Regions from separate parts of the Rattus norvegicus genome. Here region 1 is linked to region 2. The links are chromatin contacts, called in public Hi-C maps. All regions are on one chromosome and are shown on one strand. The core of a region is the stretch at or near the end of the contact, and the rest is flanking DNA. Distances in the headings are between cores, read along the strand shown. Region 1 holds the start of Hmgn5 (high mobility group nucleosome binding domain 5). Region 2 holds the start of Brwd3 (bromodomain and WD repeat domain containing 3).

Evidence for each region. Hi-C and Micro-C count contacts between places; a contact is called where the count stands out from the background.
Region 1: a contact with region 2 is called in a Hi-C map of liver, with 7 times the contacts expected there. The contact joins the promoter of Hmgn5 here to the promoter of Brwd3 in region 2. A contact is called at or near these places in 5 of 12 Hi-C or Micro-C datasets (the A7r5 cell line, frontal cortex, liver and 1 more).

What each region holds. Positions count from the first base shown.
Region 1 is chrX:78,168,608-78,171,307 of GRCr8, forward strand. Hmgn5 (high mobility group nucleosome binding domain 5) reads right to left here and starts at 1,400. Exons shown (of 7, transcript NM_001276434.1): 1 at 1,208-1,400. The coding sequence starts at 1,222.
Region 2 is chrX:77,935,837-77,938,622 of GRCr8, forward strand. It overlaps Brwd3 (bromodomain and WD repeat domain containing 3), which reads right to left and starts at 1,404. Exons shown (of 41, transcript XM_008773357.4): 1 at 1,132-1,404; 2 at 941-999; 3 at 707-736; 4 at 245-304. The coding sequence starts at 1,162.

The DNA.
Region 1 (2,700 bases), core at 150-2,649, 230 kb after region 2:
AAACTTCCCGCCACTACCTGCTACAAGGTTGCTGTCAGCTCTGCAAAATAGCAAGATCCATTGCACAAGACGTACAGAGCCGGGCGGCGGGAGCCTCGGGAAGGGGGTGGTGATTAGAAGAAACAATTGCTTTCCGTATCTGAGTAGCCCTTTACTCTGGGAATTACCAGGCTATTATTTCAATGATACAGCCCCAGAGCACTGAGGAATTTCAGCCTCATTTCTCTGTTCTAGGAATACGGAAGGCGGACGGATTCACAAGAATATAAAAACACAATCATAAGGTTTTTACATTAACACAGTATTTTATTTTATGATTTCACCAAGCAATGAAACAACATTCCATTTTAGTTGTAAGAGACTCGGGGAGGGGGGTGGCACAAACACTGAGCTTCAACTTATTTCCTATCTGCGCGGAGACAGGAATTTTGAAGTGAAGGGTTACAGAAGACCTGTAGCCCTCGGTAGCTCGAATCAACTCCCCATGTCTAAAGTGAACTAATCCCACGGCACCCCACCAACCAACGCTGGCAGTAGTTTTTCGGACACGGCTCTCTAATCACCTTTCCACCTTTAACTAGAGAGTTCCAAGAGTGCCAAATCTCTCAGATCTAAAGTTTCTAATTACAGCGGTGAATCTCTCCCTTCTCTAGGACAGTTTGAAGTCTGCGCCGCCTAATGGCACAGGATTACCATTGCATAGCCATCTGGCATGACAAGAAGTGGAGGAGGGAAGAGGGGGGAAAAAGGAAAAAAGAAAACGGAAAGAACAAAGGCAAAAACAAGAGAAAGCCAGGGCTTTCGCTCCCCCAAACGGGACGGTTCCCCAAGAAAAGCTAGAGGTAGAGGAGGAAGCTGGCGCTGGAAGTGTGGTTGGGAGAAGAGTTCTCCAATAGGGTAAGCGGAGGAAGGGGGGTGGGGTAGGAAGCGACAGCACAGCGCTATGGCTGTTTGTAATTCAGCATGGAGACACCTCTCAAACGATTCTCTCCTTTAAACAAAACAAGCCAAAAGTGAACTACCAGTTGCATACGAGACCTTCCGAAACCAAACACAGACCGATCGCTACCTTTCCCTCGCCTTCCATTCAGAACATCACAAAATCAAACTAGAAGCCAAAATGCTCTTTCAAAAAGATCGAAATCTCTGCCGTAGGAAATATGTATTTCGGCAGCAAATCTCCCGTCTATCTTCCCATTTCACTTACCTTTCTTTTGGGCATTGTTGCAGCTCTCCGTAGGAGATCCTTAGGCAGGAGGGAAAAAAAGCCGAGAGGAGTCTCTGCCTGACTGCTCCGCGAGCGACTGAGTTTTCAATGAACTAATTGCAGCACGATATGTACTCGCGTCCCCCCTCCCCCTAAAAAAAAATCTCTCGTTATTGGCAACATTAAACACGCCAAGACGCAACCAAACTACGTGAATGGTTACCCGAAGTGGGAGCCAGGTTGGAGTGACAGGCTGTCAGGCCAATGAGGGGAGGTGGCCGGTTCGGAAGGCGTGGCCCGCGAACTTGCCCGAAGCCCTCGTACGCTGCCGGCTTTGACTGCCTCTAGGGTGCCGGAGTCCACGCACTTAGCAGACGCCTAGTGCTCCAACGTGACCAGCAGGAAATCCAGTTTTTTTGCCTTTCACCCTTTTTTAAAGTTAGAACGACAAGCAAAAGCTCTAACAGTTGGTTTTTGACCCCCACGATCTCCACCCCCGCTTCTTTCTTCGCGCGGGGTGGCGGGCCCTTTTGAGACTGGATTGAGCCAGAAGCTCCAGTCTTTCCCAGTTAGCAAAAGGGCGAGGTCGGAGTGACAGGATCACCCGTTTAGAGCTCAGAAAAAGAGTGGGAACGTTTCTGGTCGTGAGAACTTCCCGCCAAGGCTGAACTGTGGTCCTGGCTTTAGAAGGGTGCCAGAACTGCGCGCCTCCCGCAGGTGGAGAGTAGCAATAAATCTGGGACCTGGAAGAGCAGGACTCGCTTGCAGGCCGCCTACCTTCTAAAAGAGCTAGTACTCCGCCTGGAACGAGAATTAAATGGGGCCACGCGGGAAGTCTGTAATAGCAGAGGTCTACCCAGAGGAAAAACATTGGCTTTAATGGATTCGTAATTCAAAGATGATATTTAAGACTACATAGAAAGCAAACCAAAACCATTTGTTATATTCATTACTGAAACTTGAGGTGCCTCCTTTTTTTAAAAATTTTTATTATTTAAAAAAATTTTTTTTGGCCCACGGAAGTGCCACCTAAACCTATTCTAGTCTCAGTGTTTAAGTAGCAGCTTTCTGTGCTGAGAATCTTTCATTTGTCTTCTAGTGCGAGTCTGAGACCTAAACGTTTGGAGAAAAGAATAAGATGCTTAGAAATAATTCTGGTTAAAACAGAGCGCAGAGGGCTGCTAATTGTTACTGGAACTAAACAGGCCGGGTCCCTGCAGCTTTTTTTGAGATGTGCTTCGCTTCGGTTGTTGAAAGAGCTAATTGTATTTAAAAGTGTTTCAACAACAGTCTGCATTCCCTAAGCTGAAAGTCTAATCAAAAAGGAAAATTAACCTTTTAAACAGTTACTTAAAAAATTAGGTCCCTAGGGTTGGGGATTTAGCTCAGTGGTAGAGCTCTTGCCTAGCAAGCGCAAGGCCCTGGGTTCGGTCCCCAGCTCCGAAAAAAAAAGAAAAGAAAAAAAAAATTAGGTCCCTGGCCTAGTGGTGTAT
Region 2 (2,786 bases), core at 154-2,653:
ACAACACAGCACCTCTGAAAACCAACTCACATTCTTCAAAGTTTTGGGGTGAAAATAAGCAAGGCTAGAGGAGGGCAAGGTACCCTTTCCGACACGCTGGGAGGGGGAAGGGGCAGTCCTTCGAACACCGAACAGCAGGCTCGGGGAGCTCTGAGGGCTGAAGGGCCAGGGGCGGGTTGGGGGCACAAGGTGGGGAGGGAGTGGATAAAGAGTTGGGCTAAGTTGAAACGAAAAGTTTACTAACCAGATCCTCGAAGCTTCTTCGGTGCTCTTTCCCTTCCCAGTCTAAGCGGCGCGGAATCAGCTGGGGGCCGGAGGAAAAGAAAGGGGGGGGGTGTGTGAAGGAAAAGCCTCTGGTCCCCATCAGCAGCACCCAGCCTGGAGTCTAGTCCTGGACCCTTTAGCATTTTAATTTCTCCAGTCCCAACAGCTACTGCCGCCGTGTCCGGGGTGGGGGGTGGGGGGCAGGCCAAAGGAAAGGAAATCCTGAAAAAACACCTCCCGCAGGAATAAAAGGCAGCGAGTTTAGACCCCTGCGTTGTCCGCCCCTTCTAAGCAAAGAGCCCGGTTCACCCCAAGTGACAACAGTCCCAACTGTCCAGCTCGAAGGCTCTCTCCCGGCCCCTGTCCTCGGCCCCTGACCTACCTTACCCTTCCTCCAGGTTCTCCCCAGCCCTCCCCACCTCTTCCCAAAGGGGGTCCATACCTGATGCTCTTCGAGCTCTTGCACTAGCACCTGGGGAAGAGGGACACACAGATGTGAGGAACAGATTGGGGCGCCAACCCATTCCTCCCTCCCCACTTCCAACACAGCCGCTGACTGTAGGAGTAATCGCGGCCGGCCTTTCCCTCACCCTCCAACTGCACTGCTTACCCGGTGCCTCAATTTCCCCAATGGGACCATTCCCCAACACTCCCAGATATCCTTTTCCCCTCTCACCTGAGCGGATTTGTTACAGGGTCCGGACTGCAAGAACCTTGCGATCAGGTAATACAGCTCTAAAGAAGGGGTGGGGGGTGGGGGGAGACGTAGAGAGAGAGGCAAGGAAGAGAGATACAAGCTTTAAAAAAAAATTCTGACAGCAGTCGCACAAATCCCCTATCCCTTTAGCCCCCGGCTCAGCTACCCACCGGCTTCGATCTGGGTAGGTGCCGCCGCCATCCTTTTCCCGAGGGGGTTTGGGGGCTTCGCTCCGGAGGGCTGGCGGGGGCGGGTGGGGGCGCTGCCTCTATTGTGGTGAAGCCCCCATGCTTGGGAGTCCCGCCGCTTCCGCCGCACTCTTCGTCCCAGTTTCGGTCTCTCTCGGATTCATCGCATCACGTTTCGACCCATAGATATTCTAGCCCAAGAGCTGAGGAGGCGGAGGAGGAAGGAGAGCAAGAGAGAAGGAGAGGGAGGAGCTGAAGTCGCGGAGGGGTGGGCGGGGGAAAAGGGGTGGAGTCATAGAAAGAGGGGGGAGGGAGGAGAGGAGGGAGCAGCTTGCAGAGCTCCAGGCTGGCCGCCAGAGGCACTAAGGCGGCCGCCTAGTTCCAGCCGCTTAAGCCGGCCTGGGGTTGCCTAGTTACTGCCCAGAGAACAAGGAAGAGGTTCTAAACGCAGGCAGACGCTCTGGCAACCTTTGTCAAACTCTGTGGTGGCGTTGGCGTCCCAGAGCTCCCGAGTTGCTTACCCTTCCTGTAAGGGCAATCGTACCCTTTCCGGTGAAGGAACCTTTCTCCAGACCTGGTCCATAGAAACTTGTGAGAGACTGACTTGACCTAGCTTACCTTGGGTCACCGAAAGGATTTGGTTTGTTTGTTCTTTTTCTACCCTCCCCCCCCCAAAAAAAAAGTCGCTAGCTACTAAAAGGTTTTGTTGCCAAAGGAGGAACAGTATACCAAATGAAAGTGCTGTGCTTACCTGATAGCTGGAGCAAGGGAATAATATTCTTCTAGAAAACTACTTAAAGTATCCCCTTGATTCTGATAAATATTGAACGAGAAGTTTGCACTTTAACCACGAGGCCTTTTCCCCCTTCTGAAATGATCAACAAGCGGTATCTTCTCCATTCCTGTAAGATAAGTTGGAACTCTGTTTTGAAATTCTACCAAAACATTTTTAAAGTTTTTAACTATTGTGAAATTTGGATAGAAATGATAGTTTGGTTGGTTTTGTCTTTGAAGTGTTATTCTCTGTCATGCTTGCACTATGTTCACTATTTATCCAAGGCTCTCCTGGCATTCCCTGTGTCAATCCTCCTGCCTCAGCTTCCCTGCTGTTCACGTGGCAGACATGAGTCACCATTCCACTTTACTAAGTCTTTTTCCAATGTTTTGAGGCTACAATTGTTTTAATGTATAACTTTAACTCTTAGCAGAGCGCTGGCCTGCTGTTTGGGGTAGGTAAATCTTCAGTGATCGAAGGATTTGTATAATAATTGACAGTTTGAGTAAACTGGTTCACTTCCCCAATTTCTCTTAACATCCTGTTCTCAGGATGTTACTGTGAACAGAATTCACAGAGGCAACACCTGATGGGAAAACAAATACTATTTGAATTGTATACATTACTTTCGTTGAAACACTCAAATTTGAAGGTTCACCTAACTGTGTGGCTATAGTGGGAGTATAATTTTCTGATTCAGGGAGCTTAGCCATTACCACATTGGGCATAGAATTCAATTAAGTAAGCATAAACTTAGCATATCCTTAGTAACTCTTTCTGCCCATTTCTTTTATTTACCTGCTGTAAATCATTTAAACACATATTTTACCTGCTGTAACTTATTTAATCCTTACAGTGACCT